Linked DNA regions of Gossypium hirsutum: region 2 is linked to region 1. The links are chromatin contacts, called in public Hi-C maps. All regions are on one chromosome and are shown on one strand. Each heading gives the region's core, a stretch centred on a gene start, on an enhancer-like site or on the middle of the called end of the contact. The rest is flanking DNA. Distances are from core to core; before and after follow the strand shown. Region 1 holds the start of LOC107900626. Region 2 holds the start of LOC107900630 (helicase-like transcription factor CHR28).

Evidence for each region. Hi-C and Micro-C count contacts between places; a contact is called where the count stands out from the background.
Region 2: a contact with region 1 is called in a Hi-C map of leaf, with 1.8 times the contacts expected there. The contact joins the promoter of LOC107900630 here to the promoter of LOC107900626 in region 1. A contact is called at or near these places in 9 of 34 Hi-C or Micro-C datasets (callus, fibers and leaf).

The regions. Positions count from the first base shown.
Region 1 is chrD06:43,487,175-43,490,931 of Gossypium_hirsutum_v2.1, reverse strand. LOC107900626 reads left to right here and starts at 2,119. Exons shown (of 5, transcript XM_016826293.2): 1 at 2,119-2,854; 2 at 3,589-3,638; 3 at 3,718-3,757. The coding sequence starts at 2,717. It overlaps LOC107900627, which reads right to left and starts at 1,269. Exons shown (of 3, transcript XR_005914915.1): 1 at 793-1,269.
Region 2 is chrD06:43,681,378-43,685,134 of Gossypium_hirsutum_v2.1, reverse strand. It overlaps LOC107900630 (helicase-like transcription factor CHR28), which reads right to left and starts at 1,637. Exons shown (of 13, transcript XM_041095854.1): 1 at 1,044-1,637; 2 at 474-549; 3 at 49-375. The coding sequence starts at 1,205.

The DNA of each region.
Region 1 (3,757 bases), core at 870-3,369:
AATAGCTAATGAATTTGTGCCTACGTTGTGTGCATTGAAGTCAAGGCGGCTTGCAGTGAATACTCTTTGTCCAGCCTATTATGGGATTATGTCTTCACGAAGCAAGTCCTGCAGGAAGTATGAGTGGTTTTCTCGACTACCAATATGGAACAAAATTGGAAACAGTGGTTAGTAATGGAATTTGGAAGTAGCAGCATGTTAATGTGCAGAAAATTAGCTATTTCTTTTTGGGCCTTATGGTATAATCAAAACAAAGGTTCTTCATGAGGGGATAAGGAAGCGGGTACAAGACACAGTGGTGTTTATTAATGGCTATTGCTTAAAAATTGAGCAGTTGGGAGAGTTATCTAGGGTCATGCAAAGGCCAAAATTGGATAGTTGGGAATTATTAGAGAGTGATGTAATTAGGATTAACTTTGATGCCTTTTATCATCAAAAGTTGCATAAATCAAGTTCGAGGATTATCGAAATAAAGAAGGGTTGGTGATGGCAACGTGTATTTACCCATGGGAGAATGTTCTGAATCCGATTATGGCAGAGGCGTGAGCATGTTTACAGGTAGTCATATTCACAGAGGAACTGGGGTTTAGAGATGTTTGCGTAGAAGAAAACGCTTTAACGGTGGTAAAAAAACTAAAATCTACAGAAGAAGACAGATCGAACATAAGCAATTTGATAAAAGATATTAAGGGAAGAGTGCCCAAATTTAGAAGTATACAGTTCAGATTCGTAACTCGAATGGCAAATGAAACTACGCATGGGTTGGCGATGGAAAGTTAAAAATATGATTACCTTGTTTATTGGATGGAGGAAGCCTCGATGAAGGTGGAAAGGCTCGTTGATCGTGAGAGGAGGGGGCTTGTAAAGGGAAAGTAGGTTTGTGGCGATTGAGTCCGGATGTAAAAGGCGACTGATAGTTCGATGAACTCTGTGGCATACGGGGAGGCTGGGGAACAAAGTGACTATATTTGGAAATCTAGGATGGTTTGAGTGCCTCTATGGTTCACTGATGCAAGGAAGGGTTATGGTAGTTTCTTGAAGATGAAAGTACGCTTTCAGGCTTGGGGTCCTTTCGTTTCCTTGTTTTAGGTTTTTTTTCCCTTTTCTTTAGCTTTGTTGATAGTTTTCTTTATTGTTTCTATGATCCCCGAGGATTCGTTTGGTCGGCCAATTGTTGAAAGACAATTGTAAGGATAGATGATGATCGATGGCTTGTAACCGTTTGTTTTCTTTTTCTCCAAGTATTAAATGCATCAGTTGGTGATTTCCAAAAAACATTAATTGAAAACAGAAAATAGAATATTTAACGAAGAAGGGACAAATAACAATTCAAAAAATAATTTAATTACAAATCTAAAAAGCATTACAATTCCCTAGAACGAAAAAGAAAATCATTTAATGCAGTTACTACAGTATAAATTGATTACATTTTTAAAGGACTAGCAACATAAAGAAACAATATTACGCTCAACTATCAGTATATTTCATACTGAATTTGGTAGCTCTCCAAATAGTTGTATATTACTCAATTCACTTGAAGCTATTTTGGCCATATGATCGATAATCTTATTTTGAGATATCGAAACGTGATGAAATCTTACTTTTCAGTCACCCTTAAGCAAACTAAGTATTAAGCCTAACTCGCCCAATTTTCTATTGGTCGTTAAATAGGTTAAAATGGATTCTACCAAAAGCACGTAAGCTTTCTATATTCGTTCTCCCATACATTTGAAGACCTTGTATCACTGCTCTTGTTTCGACCTTAAATTTAATCTAATGACATTCTTAGAAATATTATTTTTTGTTTTTATAAATTAAAAAATGAGTGAGTGTTTAGTACACTAGTAGATTATCTTTTTTATTCCACAAACAACATTAAAAAATAGACATGTATTTTTTTATTAAATATTTTACTATGCTCTTATAGGACACATCTCAACCTTGGTTATAAGATCTAATATTGCAAATAAATATTACAAAATGTATTTTCTTTCCAACTATTGTATTCAAATTTATTCTAATTAAGTAGGAGTTAATTGTCATTAAAAAAAAAAGAAGCGAAGTGGGGATATATATATATATAAATAATAGACGAAGACAATTAGGTCAATCCAGTGTGTCCGAAAACCGAGAAGCTGAAGAAAAGACAGCGCCTTTGTTTCTTAACCAAACCAAAAAAATATTAATAAATATAAAAACCCAATCGCAGAAAACTAAACTTAAAGTTCCATACCCCTTTATTAAACCCAAAAAAAAAAAGTCTTCTCCTTGTCCATGTTTTTCTCACTCTAAAACAAATTATAATCTTTGAGATTATTTCCTGAAAAAAAATTTGAGATATATACATATTATCTCTCTTTTATTTCTACATTATTCTGCAAAATCTCGTCCGTTTTTTGGCTGATTTCACTTTTTTAAAATTTTGGCTACTTTCCGTTACATTAAAAATTCTAAACTTTTTATACCCTTCTAGTTCTAACGAGTTTCAAAATTCATTAAAAAAGAAAAAAAAACCTAAAGAGACCGCCTTTTGCTTTTGTTTCTGGGAATTCTTTTTATTTATTATAAGAGGGTGGCGTCGGCTAAGTGCGCCGGATGTGCCTGAGGAGAAGAGAAAGGCTACGGCTTTCTTGATTTAATAGAAATTTCCGGTGGTGGGTCGTCGTTGATTTTTTGGAAGTAATCGTGGGCCGTACACGTGTACTTAGGAACGGAGATGATAACGAGGACGTGGGGTACTTGGGAGGAGCTTTTGTTAGGTGGGGCAGTTCTCCGCCATGGTACCCGAGATTGGAACCTCGTCGCTTCGGAGCTCCGAACCCGAGCTCTTTCTCCTTTTGCCTTCACTCCCGAGGTTATTATACGATTAACACTTTTTTAAAATTTAATTAACAGAGTATTTTCTGATTTGATCCATTTCTCCCTTTTTAGGTATAAAATTGTTCTTCTTTATTAATTTTAGCATTAAAGAAATGAGAGTGAAACAAGACAAGGACATGAATGGTTACGTTTTATGCGGCAAACAAGTCTTGACATTAACATGTGTTTGTGATTTTGATTATTATTATTTAATTACTATTGTCAGGGTAATGGGGAAGTACTTGTCACGTGATTTCCACGTGACCAATAAGGATTAATGAAAATGCGTGAAGCTGAAAGCCTTGACTATTTTTGATCTTCACTTCTGGTTGGATTCTACTATAAAATGTATTTTAGGAGAATGAAAGCGCTCAATTTTTGTAAATGAGGGTAGTTAATAGTTCGCTTTGACTCCCTAAATATAAGTATTTGTGTTCGATATTCGTGTTTTGACATTTTGCCTAATGTTCGATAAAAAAGTTCAAGGTTCAAGGTTCATAGGATGTCGGTTACTTGAACTATTGAATGATATTTGAAATGCATCAGTATGAATTAACATCTTTATAATACGACTACATGATTAAGGATGTGCATTTAATTGACTTATGTTGAACTTTCCTTGTTTAAATGGGAGGGAGTACTAGGATAATGTTCCAGCTGTTAATGCAGTGTACTGAAATTATTTGTCCAAATGGTCGATTTTATTTTCCTACGTTATGGGGAATGCAGGCATGTAAGGCCAAGTATGAGGATCTACAACGACGTTACTCAGGTTGCAAGTGAGTAATCCTGTCCCGAGTTTGTTCGAGTATTATGTATTAATTTCCATAGTTACATTCTCAAGTATGCTTCTTTTAGAGCTTGGTTTGAGGAGTTACGTAAACAACGAATGGCTGAA
Region 2 (3,757 bases), core at 388-2,887, 190 kb before region 1:
CACAACTAATGACAATGTTTAGATTGAAGTAGCAAGTGGGTAACGTACTTTTGTAGCCAAACTCCTCTTTAGTATTCATGAACAATGAACTAGTTTTATCATCCACAAGTTCAAATCTTAAATTATCTCCATGATCTAACGCATGGTTGCCATCTATCTCAGAAAAACTAGATGCTGTACTACAGCTGGGAATCTCAACTCTCTCTCTGTAGGATGTCCCTTGACAAATTGCAGACCACTCTTTAAAACTTGCAGAGGATGTTTGAACCGGTGAACAATCATGTGCAGAGAGTTCTAAATTCCCATGATAATAAAAGGAGCCACCGGTAGACCCTGCCCTAGCATCTGAATCATCGGAATTATTTCTTAAACAATCTGCAAAAGTAAACCCCGAGCAAGGAAATATCATCAAATTTTCATTATATATATAAAAAACAGAAACTTAGAAAAATGCTTGTGCAAAGAAATTTTACCACTTTGAAACTGGATGGATTCAAGATCTGAGTCCCCTTGAGACATATTTCTAAGCGATGGATCTTCTGGATTAATCTGCAATTTAACAAAGAAAGAATAACCTATCTAGGAAAAGAATAGAAAACAAGATTGAACTTCTACCGAGAAACAAGGGCTAACAAAAAGCCATGAAATATCAGTTCCACAATCTATAACCTCGAGTTTAAGAGTGAAAGTACGCAAAGTCAATTACAATTTATGAGATGAATTTGGATTCCAGATTCGCAAATTAAGCAAGGAAGTACTTGAGTTAAATAAATTCCAAAATAATCATAGTAGAATGCGATAGTTCCAAATAAAGTAAGTTCAATTTCATTCAATTTCAAACAAGCTATGAACTATGTTCTCATAAAATCAGCTAAAATAAGCAACCATTGACTCATTTCCTAGGCTTTCCAATGGAGAGTACGTGATCTATACAACAAATTCCCTTTCAAAATTTCACAATTAAAGAGTAGGATTCCAGTAAAATCTTCACACTCCACACCCTAAAAGTGGCGCCAAATTAAACCGCAAAAGAAAGTAACTACCTGCGGAGGATCAGAGTTCTCCTCAAGAATACGATTGATGCTGTCGAGATCGATGCACATACCATCCCCAACGAAATCATCGAACTTATAATCAGCCGAGAGATCGCCACTTGACAAGATACCGAAGCTATCATTGCGGTTATCTTCCCCCATCATCAACATCAAACAAGAAGAAAGAAACCGAGAACCCTCACTTGCTTTTGGAAACCCTAAAAAAAAAGCTCTTGTGAAACCTAGCCGATTTACCGGACATAAAGAAACAAAGTATTGGATCCAATCAATACGAATCGCATCACTTCAACGAAGAAATTAGAGAGAAGTTTCCTCGACAGTTGGCGTTGGCGGTCTCAAACTTAGATGCGACTTTTTGTAAAGAAAAAACAAATGTAAGAGAATCGTGAAAGAATGCGGTGGCTCCTTTTTGGTATTAAATAAGGATTGGTTATTGTAGAAAGACTTTTGCGCAGACGAATTTTAGAATTTCCCATTTATATAAAAATATTATATATTATCTTAAATAAATAATTTGTCTCAATTTCTTCGGTAGGGCGGAGGACGGCGGCGGAGAAGACAATAAGAGGGGTGTCAGTCACGGACCCGACGTCGTATTGTACACACCTTTTACTTTTTTATTTAGGATGATTTTAGAGCGAAGTTGCGGAAGTCGGTGGAAGAGACACGCGAGTAAAACGCGCATGGTTTGATTTTTGGCGCGTGATTTGTACAAGGCTGACAATGGATGCCCAAAAAAAAAAACACCGTCAATGAGCAATTAGATTTGATTTTGGTTAGACTTATCTGATTACAAAAATAGATATAAATCGTCTCAACAAACCATTTCATTTGATTTTCTCAGTCTTATAATTTAGTTTTGATTCAAGCATTGTAAAAAGAGCTTCTTCAATTATTACAATTATAAATAAATAAATATATTTTTTTATTAGAAAGTAGAATATAAAAAGAAGATAAAATTATTTCCAATTAAATTTACCTAGGCAGAACCGGGGAGATTTCGAGGGTGGATGTCGGGGAATTTACGTCGCTTGGGATCGCGCTCTTTCTCTTACTTTTCATCAATTTCAGATTTACATAACAACGGGATTGTCCTCTACGTGAAAAACATGATGTGCTACATTAAAAACAATAACATTATGTTAAACGCATCATTAGGTATCATATCTTAAAATATCAATAATCATTGTTTCTTTTAATGCAAGTCAAATAAATGATAAAGCTATGGAAACATAAGCTTTTTTCTTTCCTCGATATTCTTAGTAACTTGCTTCCTATTATTCTTTGTTTTTATGCTGGTCTTTTGTGGTGAAAACAGAACAGTAAGCCATTGTTGACTTCTTCCATTTTTTTTTTTGAAGACAAGACAAAATAAAGTTGGAGCAACTTGTCTTTTTTAATAATAATTAATATTAAATAATTACCTTTTTATAAAAACAAAAAACATGGTTGGTAAGAGAGTTAGAGGAGTTCTAAATGTGTGTTAACATATAATCATTAAACCAATATAATATCATTCGGGTTCTTTTTTTTTTCAATTTTTTCTTAAAATAGGATGTTTCACAATTATTATTTTTAAATGTGTTTTTTTAATATTAATATTTGATACATGAATAATATATACATCACAATTGAATAAAGAGGTGATACATCGTTAAAAATGAAGTTAAATTAATTTAGCTTTAAAATTTTATGATGATGTGTCATCATTTTAGTAACCGGTGATGCACAGAATTATACATTATCAGTGTATTAAATATTAACTATTATTCAAGATCAAGCAACCTTAACATTAATGGGTTTGAAGGTCCATGCAGATAATCTTTGAAGAAAACTCAACATCTAAAAGTGCCAAGGTCCTACTTTTATACTAGAGATTCATCATGCAATATGATTCCCACCATTTAGGGTATGATAAAATAACCATACATTAACCTCGACACTTATGGATATATCATGGGTATTTTCAAAGGTTTCATCAATAATTTTGTACTTCAACTAATATGAACTTGACCTTAACTAGTTAGTTTAACCTCGATACATATCGATGTATCGTGTAAGTGTTTTTTTCTTTGTTTTAATGTTATTTGTGTTATTATTATTTTTTGAATATGTTATATACTATATTATTTTTATTTTTATGGTAGTTAATTAGTTCTTTATTGGATGATATTAAAAATTATTGAAATTGCTAGTATTGTTCCTAATATTAGTAATTTAATATTTTAAAGGCTCAAGTGGCAAAACGAGAAACCGATTTATCAACCTAGTCCATTATAATGGATTGGTTGTGATGGTTGATATAGACGTCCTATTCCAATTGGCTCATCCTATTAACATGACATTTAAGGATAATGTAGCATTAGAGAAAATGAAAAGGAGGATTCAAAGGAAAACTTGAGCTAGAAATATAAAGAGAATATCTAGTTGAAGTATAGATTTCTAGGGTCCACCAAAGGAGAAGTTTAGTATGTTGTAGTGACTTTTAATGATGATGTTAAGATAATTTTATTTGAAACTAACAACATGGTAATATTGTAGTCCAATTATATGTGGAGCTCAAAGCTGTTCACCATGGATACAAAGTTTTCAATTATCCTAGCACATTGACAGTCTTGATCCTTTAATATTAGTCGAAGATTCCCTTAACATTTCCCATTGTTAACATTTTGGAGTCAAAGATACCTTAGTTGCATCAAATG